Regions from separate parts of the Dromaius novaehollandiae genome. Here region 1 is linked to region 2. Evidence: chromatin contacts called from public Hi-C data. All regions are on one chromosome and are shown on one strand. Each heading gives the region's core, a stretch centred on a gene start, on an enhancer-like site or on the middle of the called end of the contact. The rest is flanking DNA. Distances are from core to core; before and after follow the strand shown. Region 1 overlaps MINDY4 (MINDY lysine 48 deubiquitinase 4). Region 2 overlaps LOC112980763 (growth hormone-releasing hormone receptor).

What was found. Hi-C and Micro-C count contacts between places; a contact is called where the count stands out from the background.
Region 1: a contact with region 2 is called in a Hi-C map of liver, with 7 times the contacts expected there. The contact joins two enhancer-like sites. A contact is called at or near these places in 3 of 4 Hi-C or Micro-C datasets (brain, liver and ovary).

What each region holds. Positions count from the first base shown.
Region 1 is chr2:5,157,799-5,160,768 of bDroNov1.hap1, reverse strand. MINDY4 (MINDY lysine 48 deubiquitinase 4) reads left to right here. Exons shown (of 14, transcript XM_064505686.1): 3 at 1-104. Among named protein-coding and RNA genes, the nearest start is that of MINDY4, 5.5 kb to the left of the region's middle. Within about 2 kb of position 1,343, at least 2 of the 2 cell types and tissues checked have open chromatin away from gene starts, as enhancers often do.
Region 2 is chr2:4,948,961-4,952,307 of bDroNov1.hap1, reverse strand. It overlaps LOC112980763 (growth hormone-releasing hormone receptor), which reads left to right. Exons shown (of 13, transcript XM_026095917.2): 12 at 1-6; 13 at 2,214-3,347. The coding sequence ends at 2,336. Among named protein-coding and RNA genes, the nearest start is that of AQP1, 74 kb to the left of the region's middle. Within about 2 kb of position 1,362, at least 2 of the 2 cell types and tissues checked have open chromatin away from gene starts, as enhancers often do.

The DNA.
Region 1 (2,970 bases), core at 94-2,593, 210 kb before region 2:
CCTCAAAGTAAGAGCTCATCAGTTCAGCTACCCAACTACTCAGATGAAGAACACATGCATCAGAGCACCATTATGTCCGATGTGAGCAAAACTGAAGACTACAGGTACATCCTTTTCTTTCTCTTTTCCCCATCTAGTCACAACTTTTTTCTAACTGAAACAGAATTAAAAGATTTATCATTTATACCTTCAGCTACACTACTTTTTACCAGTTATCCTAATAACACAAAGCTTAAACTGCCGTACTATTAAAACCTCTTATGCAAGCCACACCTTCAAAAATACTCTTGTATGCACCTTACTAATTATTGAGACTTGATCTCAATTACATGATTTGGTCACTGAAGCATACACAAATCTGAGCTTTTATACTCGACTGAAAAAAATTCAAATGGAAGCATATTCTACTGGAAGACTAACTACCTGCACTCACACAACTGCTATACTCATGCATTGCACATTTAAAGGCAAGGCAGACTATCTTAAATTCAGTATTGCTACAAGAAGCATAGATTAGTTCCATCCTGAAACTTATCTGAAAAAAATGTGTAGCCAAGTCTTTCCATTGTGTTTATTAGTGTCTCATGGTGGAATAACAGTCCTACCTGTGCTTGAATAGAAAGTTTTTTAAATGGCCATTTGTAAGGCACTATCAGCACAAAAGAAGCAGTCAGCTTCCCAGCCTTGACTCTCATGGACTTTATCTAATTTTAATCCTCACCCTAAACACAGTGTACTCAAATTAGCTACTTCTGAGCATTAAAGCTTGCAAAAACCCAGCAAGTCTTTCCTCGTAGGGAAAAAAAGCCAAGGCTTTGGAAGCTGAAGTAACCATTTGAGAAGTAATTCTTAAAGAGAAGGGAGTACAGAAGAAGAACAAGCTCTTTCTCTTTTTTGGATACAGGAGTTTCCAGCATGTTCCCAGTGCTTTTCTCTCTCCCCGTGTCTGATGCTCTCGCACCTCACGCTGCCTCACAGCTCAGGCCTTCCTCATTTTCCTCCCCTGCCCTGCAAGACACAGCAGCTGCCCCACTCCCCCTGCAGTGCCTGCAGCCCCCCAGACTTTTTTCACTTGGGAAATGGGCTTTCACAAACCGAGGAAGCCCCTAATACCTTGCTCTGACACCTAAAAGCGGCACCGAGCAGAGCGGACACAGCACCTCATACGCACCAACACCCCCCCACAAAATGGCGCCTCCCCCACCCCACCCCCACCTACAGCCCGGCAGGCGCATGCGTATTGGCAGAATAGGCGCGAAAAGGAGGGGGGCGGCAAAGAGAGTGCTCGGTTGTTGGCCCAGAGAGGCCCTCACTGCTCAGGAAGTGGCACCGTAAGGAGCCGCTCTGCCTTATACTTAGGGATACTCTATGATTTTTAATCCTCCGCGGAGGGGGCAGACATGCGCAGTGTGTTGATTGGCGCCGCTCCTCGCAGCCGGCGGCCGCTGAGGGGTAAGATCCGATTTGGGTCTTTTTCCTTTTAAAGGTTTCCTTTTAAAGGCCACGTGGCTTTTACACCGATTTTCACGGCTTCTCAAGCACCGTGCTCACCAGTTGGGTGGCCGCGGGGTTGGCGAGGCCAAAGACGAGTGGAGGTGCAAGGGCCAAGTGGGTGTAAAATAGGCTGATTGTGGCAAGATGGAGAGTTCAGGGTTTCACACTCTGTCCTGGCGTAAACCAGGGCCGCTCTGTTATTTATAACAGTGCTTCTTAATTTTATACCACCTGAGAATCTAATCCTTCAAACACAAATTTATCAAGAAAATTCCTTCTAATCTGCCACTGGCTGTACATACTAAGAACCTGCTTGCCATATATGCGCTCCCTTGCATAAAGTCAGAGCTTTGGTTTCTCTTTCTGGGTACGTATAGGCATATTCTGAGCAAGGCAGGTGAGAAAGTCTGAATCAGAGCCCCAGATTCATCAAGGATAGAGGAAGACGGTGGTAAGCACATCCTGGACAGTTGGCTTCATTTATTCCTTGGATCAGGTCTTGTGGTGGCCATGCAGTTTGACAGCACTTCTGGCCCTCGGTGTGGTAAGAGGAAGAAGCCACAAGGCTGCTGTAATGAGGAATGTCCTAGACAGATTTCTGGGCTAGCTGTCCGCTTCCTTTTATTGCCCACGAAATAGATCAGTGAGAGAAACACCATAGCAGAAGCGCGGGTCGGTGATCCTCCTCACTGTTTCAGCCCTCTCTGGGCAAGGGGAAATTAGGCATCACTGTGTCAAGCAACCAGTGCCTGAAATTAGTTTTTATTTCAACTACCAGGATAATTTTTAACAGTGCTTGTAGGAGTCCAGACTGTACATGCCAATAATTACACAGATTCAGTTTGCCAATTCCTTACTAAAGACTAACTAAAGTTGTACTTACTTCCATCTCTCTCCTTTTAGCTGACCACTTCATGTTTTTTGAAAGCCTCCAACTTAAAACAGCCCCTATGTTGACAGACGTCGCCCTTTGGCAACAAGGAGTTATGTGGTCCTAGGCCAGGAATAACAGTCCTCAGATTTTCTAATGCTCTCGGAGATTGCTCATTTTCTCTTCGGTTTACACCTGAGGCCTATACCTGAGGCCTGTCTTCACAGCACAGGTCATGAGCCTTTGAAAAAAATTTAACTGGTTAAATAAAAGGGATATTTTTGTGATATGAGACACTTCAACTCACAGAATTGTTTTACTATGGAATAGGATCAAGAAAACTGTCCTGCAATAAAAAACAAAGATTAAAAGACAGTTTTCTTGATGCTATGATTTTTGGGTTTCCGAAAATATGAATTATGTTTGTAAGATGACAGGAAATAGGTCTCAATGAAGTGGGAGTAAGTCAATGTAAGAACTTCCATTTATTAGTGATCTATTGTTATACAGCCATTGAAAGAGATCCTGATGGAGAAAATTGAATTCTGAATGGTTTCTAACAGCATGTATTAACAAGGCACAAATGATTTTTTTTAGTAAGAACA
Region 2 (3,347 bases), core at 113-2,612:
CAAGAGGTAAGGGAATTCTTTACAATATTGCTTTCAATGGTAGACATATGGAGTTAATAATTAGTTTCGTATAAGTGGATAATCAAATCTAGGTTCACAGAATGGTCTGTTAACATGAGAATCAACGAAGTTGAATTTCATTGCAATTATCTTCATGAGAATGAAGCCATCTAGTGGAGAAATGAGTTGTTACTACTTTGCTTTCTATTTCAATGAGCATTTTTATCTTTTCTGTGTGTTTTTGTACTGCAGCGGGGCTTGGGAAACCCATGGTAGGTCCAGACCCCACAGTACAAGCCCTGCACAAATGCAGATCAAAGAGATCTTCAACTACTAAAGGTCTATGATTAAATTGGAAATAATGTTTAATTTATAATAATTGCCTAATATCAAAATATTCATCTAGTACTTTTTCATATGCTTATTAAGCTTCACATTATTTCTTCACATTGATATACCTATTTCCATATAGAATATGAAGATCTGAATTTTACTGTCCACGGGACAGGAAATCATTCCACTTAGCTTTAGCATCCAGAGGTAATTATAAAATCAGAGCAGATTATAAAGCATTGTAATAAAGACACATCTTGACTGAATTGCACAGATTGCCTCAATGACCATAAAGCCACAGATCAATTTATCGTCCATATCTTAGAGTGATATGAAACCCTGGAATTTCCTATCTGTCTATAAGACAGCTGAGATGGCTGTTTTAGACCATGACTGGGTTTCAGTTTCAGACTAAACCACGAGTCTACTGGTTTCCAACTGATACTCTGAAAAGGGGAGAGTGTCCTAATTTATATATGGCATATGGCATTCCACAGAGCATCCCCTAGGATGTCAGAGGTATGTTTAGGAAGTGAATTCTGCCCTTAACCACCATAGCTGGTGACGCTTAAAGAGCTGTTCTACTGGCCAAGCGCAGATGCCTGTGTTAGAGTGAGCTGACCTGCTCTGTAGACTCCAAGGACTATATTGACTAGATCTCCATTTTCCAAGTTCAAAGTCTAGTGATGAATAATCAAACACAAGCAACATTAGATAACACTCCACCAGCCTGTTAATAATCCTAATATCTTCTGGTGATAGGTAACAAAGCTTTACATCCAACTTGACATCTGAGAAATACAGCCCTCCAAATTAGATATTTCCTTCTTATTAAACGTCTGTGAAGGCAAATTTCTTATGAAAATTAAATGTGAAAGCAGGCTTTAGCGGCTGGTCTGGACCAAGTGTATGTAACTGTGAACACATGTGCGTAGTTGCTAACAACAGAAAGCAAATGTCTCTTGACTGCTGATGGCTTTCCCTTCCCAGTCTTTAATAGGAAAGTAGTATTTATTATTTCTTAGCCACAAGTTGGTGAGTGCTGCAGATTATACTTTTCTAGAAACAGTTGGAAACAAGAAGGCATCCCTTAGCAACAGGCAAAGAACAAGCAATGTGAAGAGGATATGTTTAATTCTGTAGGCAGCGTTGGGGAGACCATTACTGGAAAAAAATTCCAGTGGAATGTTTAAAAAAAATGGAGAAGGTACTGAAAAAAATCTGAGAAAATGTTTTACAGTGCTGGAGTTAGAAACTTCCAGCTGTTTCATTTATCAGAAGAGATTTAAGTGATTTGACTGTGTACAAACACATAATAGTATAAGTATTTTGAAGGGGACAAAGTTACTTAGTGATGATGGACTTTTCAGCTCAGCAGAGAAAGGTGGACTGAGGACTACCAGATGGAAACTGAAATCAAATTACTTAATGATGGAAGTGTTTTTTTTCTTTTCTTTTTTTTTTTTTTTCCTTTTTGCTGTGCAACAGCTCTAACAATAACCTTTGATTGTTGGGCCCATAATCATTAAGTAGGAACACAGGACTGGAGGACCCACCTAAAGTGAGCCTTTACTTCTTGACAGTAAGAGTGGGGTTCATTCGGAGTTCTTCTGAACACTGGAGGGCCAACTCTGAGCTAGCCACTCTAGGCTTTTTCATTGGTGCAGAGGGACAAGCATGTTAAGACAGGCCAGATGAAACACTCTGTGGAGGCTCCTACTTTTCTCTGTCAGCTAGAAAGGGAGACCAGAGTGACTAGCTCAAACTGAGATGTCTCAGTTTTACCCATCTCTAGCCACCATCCACATCTTCCCTCTTTCCCACCAGTCCTCTCCCCAAAAGCAATTCACCACAAAATAGCATTCTCCTTTCCTTTTGAGGTGCAAACGGAAATTGGCCGGAGGTGGCACGGTAAGAGATACGGACTTATGCCTGTGTGGAAGAGGACAAGATGGACTATGCCGTCTAGTTCTGGAATAAAAATGACTACATCTGTGTGCTAAATACAGCTTCAGGATCTGGAGTGGTGACATATAGGAGCCTGAAAGCGATTAAGGAAAAACATTACAGCTGATTACAGCTAAAACTATCTGAGAAACTTGAAGGAGGACCAACTTCTGAAAAAGTTTTTCCCACCAGACATCTCTCATAGGACAAGCATTGCAGTGTCAGATCAAACACTGACTGGCTGATTAAAATAGCCCTCTCACAGATACACTATGCATCACAACAACCACAAAAATCATCTCTTCTTGGTTCATTTTCTATACTCTTTCATTAATGAACCATAGAGAATAATGGGTCTAGGGAGTGGACATCACTAGTAGCCATTAGTGGCACCACAGATGATCAGCTCTGGAAACCAGTATTCAATCCTCATGTGCTGGGAACCGGCGTAAGCCTAGCTTGTTTAAGACTTATTCCTTGTTTTGATCCAATGGACTTGGGAATAAGAAGCCAAATGCCTTGACAAACTACAACATGATAACTAAAAATCCTCTCTTTTTTTCCTCTCTTTATTTTCTCTTTAGAAGCAAAAAGATTCAAAGTTGAAGAGAGAAAAGAGCACACTCTCAGGCTTGTGTTCAGGTATTCTAGTAGCTATGGCCTAAAAAATTTCTGATAACCATGTAGTAAGAAGGTGAGGCATTTGTCTTTAAGGGACAACAACTATTCAGAAGTAAAATAATAAATGAAAAAACGCTCAGGATATTGGTGCAATGTAAGAGAAGAGAAAAACAGTAGCAGTAGAAAACAACCCAACAGGTAAGAATGCATGAGATACTTAAGAAATAAACAGAGGATGAAGTGGTATAAGAAGAGCAAATCCATTAGGAAGAGCCAGAATGAATCAAGCAAATGCCTAAGCTGGGCAGCATGATTCAGGCCTTGGAAGAGAAAAAGTTTGGAATACTTCTTCATTTTGCTCTCTGCACCAAGAGAGAACAAATGCCCTGTCCTGTTTCTGGAGTCAGTGGGCAGCAGCAGCAGCAAAGGTGCTGGAACTGGAGGAC